2 separate regions of the Anas platyrhynchos genome follow, and region 1 is linked to region 2. Evidence: chromatin contacts called from public Hi-C data. All regions are on one chromosome and are shown on one strand. The core of a region is the stretch at or near the end of the contact, and the rest is flanking DNA. Distances in the headings are between cores, read along the strand shown. Region 1 overlaps DNAJC1 (DnaJ heat shock protein family (Hsp40) member C1). Region 2 overlaps MLLT10 (MLLT10 histone lysine methyltransferase DOT1L cofactor).

Evidence for each region. A called contact is a pair of places that touch in the nucleus more often than the background predicts.
Region 1: a contact with region 2 is called in a Hi-C map of subcutaneous adipose tissue, with 1.9 times the contacts expected there. The contact joins two enhancer-like sites. A contact is called at or near these places in 3 of 8 Hi-C or Micro-C datasets (liver, skeletal muscle and subcutaneous adipose tissue).

What each region holds. Positions count from the first base shown.
Region 1 is chr2:140,518,539-140,522,153 of IASCAAS_PekinDuck_T2T, reverse strand. The region is part of intron 1 of DNAJC1 (DnaJ heat shock protein family (Hsp40) member C1); the gene reads left to right. Among named protein-coding and RNA genes, the nearest start is that of DNAJC1, 24 kb to the left of the region's middle. Within about 2 kb of position 2,078, at least 2 of the 8 cell types and tissues checked have an H3K27ac peak or open chromatin away from gene starts, as enhancers often do. A contact at or near this core is called in subcutaneous adipose tissue, where this site is marked.
Region 2 is chr2:140,431,072-140,434,738 of IASCAAS_PekinDuck_T2T, reverse strand. The region is part of intron 19 of MLLT10 (MLLT10 histone lysine methyltransferase DOT1L cofactor); the gene reads right to left. Among named protein-coding and RNA genes, the nearest start is that of DNAJC1, 110 kb to the left of the region's middle. Within about 2 kb of position 1,643, at least 1 of the 8 cell types and tissues checked has an H3K27ac peak or open chromatin away from gene starts, as enhancers often do. A contact at or near this core is called in subcutaneous adipose tissue, where this site is marked.

The DNA of each region.
Region 1 (3,615 bases), core at 829-3,328, 87 kb before region 2:
AGACGAAAAGTGCCCTTGAGGATTGGATTCTGTTCCTCTCTCTGCCACAGAATTCCTATGTGATGCTAGGCAAGTCGTTTAAATGAAACTTTTCCCAAGTGGTGACTAATTGATTTGAGTGCTCTGCAATTCTGGTTGCATAATTTGAGGTACTAGGGGCTGATATGCAGAAAAACTGAGGGCTTGCAGCTGCAGCTGAAGTCGATTAAAGTCTGTGCCCAGGCTGTATGGAGTGGTGTTTGATACCAAGCGCTCAGCAAAATCCTATCTGAGATAAAAATTAGCACCTGAGATGGCTGAAGATTTTACCTTAGTCTGTGCCTCATTTTGCAATGCATTTAAAAAAAAAAAGTATAAAAAAAATATTGCAATGTATTAAAAAAAGGAAAGTATGCACACTTATCTTAATGATGCTACAAAGGTGAATAATGTTATTGATGGACTCTGATGCCATTGTGATGGGCTTCAAAACAAATAACCACGTCTTGGGAGCGTGTTTGAATAGCATGCAGCTACGAGTGGATGAGGCCACACATGAACAAACGTGTGGAGAGAAATCCTGAATAGCTGCTGGCTGGGGAAGCAGCCGTCCTCTGTGCGACGCATAAAGGCAGGGCGGCGGAGCAGTGGGGAAAGGCTGGAGTCCCTTTCCATGGAAACACCAAGCTCTCCCCAAATCTCCTTTACCTGTTCAGAATAATCATTGTCACGTTTCTGTTACCCCTTAATTTTTAAACTGTAAGTTTAGAATTTAAAGAAATCAATCTTTTAACAATCCCACTCTTTTAAACAGTTATTTCTCTCGCTGCTTACTAAAAAAACAAACCAAACCAACACCCAAAAAATAAGGTACCAACTTTTCTCCTGATAACAAAAGAGAACTGAAATAGAGCTTGACCAAAACTTTTTATCCTTTCGGTCTGTTTGCCAACAGCATGCTCTTTGTTGACATTGCCACAGGGTATTCGGCTCCCACTGCTGGCATCTGCCGGACTGCTCGGGGTTTGTGTGGGACTAATTGGGAGAGGGAAGCTCGACAAGGAAACGCTCATTCCAGTCCCGTTTCTGCCTGCTTACTCAGTTTCTTTGCCCCGCAGCAAGTATTTCTTTTATTTTGGCCAGTGACACTTGCTGTGACTTACTCTTCCAGAAATAATTTTGCAATATTTCTGCCACCGCTATTTGGTTTTTGTTTTGTTTGTTCTGACAAAGAGCCTTCCCCCGCCCCTAACAAGTTAGGAGAGGAAGAAATTGCATCTGGCTGATGCAATTTCTTGGATTCGATTCCACAGCTGAGGTTATGAGATAGAAGGAAACGTGGCTTTGGCCTGCGGTTTGTGCTTGTGGGGTTGTCAGTAACGGAATGCTTTTTCCACGTAGTAGCTTGCAGCTTTATTCCTTTCTTCTCTACCTGTGGCAAAAGTTACTAAATATTCTCGCCTGCCTGTTGATCTTTCATCAAGTCCTGACTTTCTGTTTATAACTTCTGGGGAAGAACCCATGTTAAAATACTGTATGGTAATTTATCTTTGATTCACTTATGTCCCGTGGTCACAAAACTTTTCCTATGGCTTTTGGTTTTGAAACAGTCTACGTTTGTCAGTGCTTCTTCTAGAGACCGTGGTATCAGAGTTTTATCTGCTGACTTGCACTGTTATCTTTAATGCTGATAATCCCGTAATCCTATGTTGAGAGGCAAGTAAATGAATTAGTAATAGTCACTATCTTCTGCGGTCAGTTGGCTGAAACAGATTTCTCATAGCGTAGTTAATGGCATGTAACCTGTGCCAAGTTTTTATTGCTGTTCACTCAACTGGTAATTCTTCTTTTCCATAGGCATAGAAAAATGCACGCTCTTCCCCTTTATTTTGATCTTTCCTCCTTTTGCAGTTTGTCTTGCTACCAGCTCTGCTCAGCCAACTTTCTGCTTCCTGCAGTCGGCTGCTGCCTCCAGATTGAGGAGCTCTCCTTCCAGTGCCAGGACAAAATGCCTCTTATCTGCTTGTTGCTTGGGCTCGTGATGGGGAGGAAATGAAAACGGGGAGGGAGCAAACAGATACGTTCCTTATGACGAGAATGGGGCTCTATGGGTGAATGAGAGACGAGGGGAGGCAACTACGGTCCCTCCAAACGCTGCCTTTTCCTATCAGTGACTGAAAAATGGCCGTACATTTGCTCCATTACTTTGACTTCAGAGGGTGAGAACTATTATTTTGTCTCTCTCAGCCCTGTGACAGTGCTGACAGGCTACTTAGCTTCCCAGCAAAAAAGGCTCGTTTGCACTGAATTATCTTAAAGTCTGGGTGAGGAGAGGAGCAGGCACGTGTGCGCTCATACACGTGTTTGGTACCCGCTGCCTTCTGTACCCTCCGCATGTGAGTAGTGCCTGGAGGTCTTGCTCTGGTCTTCTGCCTCTTGCAGACCAGGAGGTTTGCAGTTTATGGATCTGAATGAATGAATTCCCTCCTTTCCTGGCACAAACAGGGTGCCTCCAAGGTAGTACTGGAAAAGAACAGTAACTCCTTGCAGGGAATGGCTTTATGAAAAGCAGGAAAGTGATCTTCCTGCCTCCCACTTGGGCATGTGCAACTTTCTGCCTCTCACTAGGGTTCAGTGCAAGCACTTGGATTTAAAAAACATAGAGGGCAATTCAGGGAACAGTGTGCCACTGTGTGTAACAGTGTCTGCCTACAGCTGCCATAAATTTTGAGAGGTGAGTATCTTTCTTCAGGTGTACTTGGCTTGTTCACACTGGAAATAATGTCAAACAGGCATTTTAAGCAACCATAATACCAATTTCCATACAAAGTCACTAGTGAATGGGAAGGGCTGTCTTCAGTTCAGTTCCATCACAAGTCATGGCATATATATGTTTTTTTAAATAAGGGCAAGATTTTTTTAATGAAAAATAATTTAGTTTTGTTTTACTTCAGCTTTCAGTGATGTATAAATTCAATGTGTGTGAGAGAGTTTTAATTGACGGTTCCTAATGATAAGCTTGATTTCTTTATGCAGGTTCCTTTGAACATTCCTTGGCTAGTTTATGGCCCATAAAGACCTGTCAGCTTTTGTGAATGGTCATTTGGGATGTCCTCTGCTTTCTGCCGTGTCCCTTTATCAGATGTGCCTTGCTGTATGCCATCAAACTGTGAGCTGCAGTCAGGCAGTGCTCCTGCTTTCAGCTCACCCTGTTAGGAGGGTGGCAACTTTTAGCAAAGCGGTGGGCCATAGTAATAGGAAATCTGTTAAGCTTATTGGAGTTTAACTGAGATGGTTTTTTATTAGGGTTTAGGCTGGGTTGTGTCTTACAGAAATTTTGCTGACGCTGGCATCTGTACTACAGAGAGTGATGGAGGGCATTCCTATATTCTTTCAAGGAGGCTATGTACTAACTCAGCAGTGAATTACTATATGGGTAGTGGCATGTTACAACCTCCCTGAGGTCTTCTGAGTCCCGAGGTAGTAATAGCTCATTAAAATGGTAGTTAATGAGTATAAAGGGATCATTATGCAACTCCTTTACGTGGTGGGTAGGGCTAAATCCTAACTAGTTCAGTAGAAAGTGGTCTAAATAAAGATGGAAGGAATTTGATAAATGCTGCTGGTAGTTCTTTA
Region 2 (3,667 bases), core at 394-2,893:
TAGACATTACCACTGCCATCCCAGTTTAGATTTCACGTAATCTAAAACGTGGCCTTTCTATGGAAGCCCATACCAGCCTTTAATACTACTTACATGTCTGTTACCAAACCTGGTATGCCTGCTACTGGAACTGGTGTTTGCTTCTCCACTGAACAGACACAATCTCGCCAGACTCATATTCATGTGTAATACTGGAGCAAGGACCACAGTCCTACCCCAGTGCTTGGACCTACTCTCATCAACTCAAATCACTCAAGTTGCTTCTCAGTCTCTCTTTTCAGTCTATTTTAGATGCAATTTTCAAATTCTTCTAAAAACACCACCCACCACAGGGCAAGCTGTATCAGCAACCTGATGAGCACCCTGAATTACGAAGCACTGGCTGCTCTGTGCTAAGTACAACATGCAGATTCTTACCCCCATCACCATTTTGCCACAAGAACTTCACCACGTGAGCTGATCTGACTGCTCTGAGCATGCTGCAGTGGACAGCACTCCCAGCCCTACCCGGAGGTAATGCTCCCATAATGGAAGAGGACAGAAATGAGTATGTGCTGACTCCTCAATTACTGCAAATGACAGCCTGACAGATTAAGTTAGAAATGTGGCAATTGAAGTTCATATGCTAGTCTTGATGGCTTTAAAACACACGCAGACAGAGCAGTTATCCTGCTCCTTCTCCTGTTTCTGTTGCTCTGTTGCTGAGGCAGAGACAGAGCAGGCAGCTGGGCAGGGCAATGTCTTGAACTACATTAAAAGTGTAAGAGCCAACTCGTGCCAACATGTAGGAGTCTCCACTCAGCAGTTACTGCCCTGGTGCAGAACTGCAAGCCAAGCAATTGTTCCTCAAGCCTGGGGTTACACCAGTTTGGCTGAAGGGAATGCACAGGAGTTTCAGTTAGGGTAAATCTGGCTCTGTTCTACTTAAAGGATCCTCATATGAGCGCACGCTGATCAAATTCATCATCTTCCGAATCTTTCTCTTATTATGTACCTACAAAACAGTTCATAAAGCTGTGTGCACGGTTTGTTTGGATTTTAAAGGCACACACCAAGTTCACCAGCAGTTACTCTGCCCTGGTTTACTTCCAACTCTGATCTTCGGTTATATTCAGATCTATCACTACTGCCTACACCTTGTCTGTTATTTAGCAAACAATTCAGCCTTGAAGCAGCTCAGCTGATGCTGTCACAGACAGGAGGCTGGCTACAACTTCGTTCCCAGCCCCACTTTCTGTGCCCACACAAGGCTTTCCACAGCTCTTTACGAAACAGGGCAGGGAACTGATCCAGCTGACAACTGCTCTGTGAATAAAGGGTTTCTTCAGCTGTGCCAGCTCGCTGCGATACCAACAGCACGCTCAAGGATGGTTCTGGAACAGAATCAGGACTGTGGCTGGATTTATTCTTTTGGTAGCATTGTTAGCTTTTATTAGTTTAAAACACCCAGCAAATTACTAGGTGCAGTTTTGCAATAGGTTTAAGCTAATATAAGCTTATCCTGCTGTTGAAAGGTTAAGTATTTCCCTTTCGGCTGTGCATTTTTGTCCCCTCCCCTTGCCCTAGCTCTTGCACAATGAGCTGCGTCTCACGGGAACCGAGCTGAAACCAAAGCCAGCACAAAAAATGCCAAAAGATTGTCCCTTAATGCAGAGGAGGCTATCGCGTGAAGGCACAAGCAGTGGTAGCAGCATGGAGCTGTGTGCAGGATGACCGCCAGGACTCCTAGTTGCAAGCAGTAGGAAGGAATTAAATCAGCCAGGTTACCATCAGCAGCTCTTTAGGGCACAGTATTTCCCTTGTCTTCCTACAGCATCCATCACACTGCTCCATGTGGACACTTACTTGGTATTACCCAGCCGGTGTGACAACACCCATAGCATGGCCATTCTCTCTCACTGGGACAGGGCAGGTGACAAACCAACTGTTTCATACCTCACTGCATGGCTCCAGAGCCAGGGAAACACGTGCTGGGCCACACTTACTCCCTGTCATCTACTTCACACCATTCGCTTCCTCTCATGTCTGGCACTCTCCTGGTTCTCCAAGCTCTCGTGCAACGTGCTCTTTTCCCCAAGCCAATAAATCAATTCTCCTCATCTTGTCCTGTGCAAACCCTTTTGCCTCTGGTTAATCTCGCTGTATTCTTTGGCTTTTTTCTTACGTGCATTTTTAGAAACTGCGTAATCAGAAGTACGCCTGATATTCAAGGCGCCGACACAGCAGGGATTTAAGGTGACATAACGGGGTGTCCACTGCACGATCCGTTTAATCCCCAATAATTCCAGCTATGTTTGGTTGTTGATGAGCACTGAGATGACATTTCACCCATCCAAAGAAACTCCCACATTTCCATCCTGAGCTATGACATGAAAAGTAAGGCCTGACATCACATACAAGTAACTCAGAACTGTTTGCTCTACACGTGGCTCTTTCGAACAATTTTCAATTAGTTGAAATTCTTTCAGTCAGCTTTAAATAAATGTAGTTGTTGGTTTTGTTTGTTTGTTTGTTTTTGTAAAAACTGCAAAAAAATAAGCATCCTCAACTTGACTAATACTATTACTTCCTTTTTCTCTTTTATCTCACTTATTGTGTGTTTTTCTGTACTGGAATGAATCTTCTCCACTGTGTTTTTTTTTTCACTTATTAAAATCTCATTATCTCTTTTTTCCTACATCATGTTTCACCTTTGCCCTTATTTTTTTCTGCTGCTGTTTTCCCCACTCTGCTTTCCTCTCCTGCTCTACAAAGGCACTTGAAGGAAAATACCCACAGCCAGCAACTGAGATGCACCCAGAAACAAAGGCAAACTACAGAAGACACAACGCTGCAGCTCCTGAGCCTGCTGGAAAAGGCAGCTCACTGGATTTCACCACGGACCTTCCTCTAAATCAGATCAATTTGGCATGTAAATTTAATCCTTTTTAGCTTCTCAGTAAAAGGTACGATTGCTCTGAACCTCTCCATCCTGCAGCCTTCTCCAGTTGCTGGACTGTGGAAGAAACAATCCTATCTTCTCCCTCAAATCACTTATCTCCTGGTTGCTCTGAAGGTAGGACGCAATCTGCATTAAACTTTCCCTCCCCGCCCCCCAAAAAGACCTTGTATTTTTCTCTACTGAATGCAGGCAGGCTTTTACCTAACATTTGAAACTTTCCCAAAGAAGAGCGTGCAAAATCAGTGTTTTCTTGCTTCCCCACATCCTACAGTTAACAGAGAGCTCATGGGAACAAGGACTATACCCAACAGTTGTATACACAACTTTTCAGGTATCAATAAATAACCCAGCTACTTTTCACATCAAACTGGACAGATTCTGAAACTGGGGAAGTTACCATCAACAGCAACTTACAGGAGTATCTGGGAGGCCTTTTCATTATAAAACAATATTAAAAAAAAAGTTAAAAAGTGGAGCTGGGTTCTCGCATGACTTGCCATCATCTTGGGAACAGTGATTTAACCCAGCTCCAAGCTCGTTCACCACCACGTCATCTAACCAGGGTCGGAGAGCTGCTACCAGCACAGCAGCAAAGCTCCACGCCTGCCCGTGCTTTTCACAAGCTCACCCTCCCACTGACGCAGTTCAAAGAGTAGTGATAGCCAGAGGAATTTAACACTACAGGAACAGCCAGCTACTTGCCACTGAGTCAGCGCTGACCTCAAG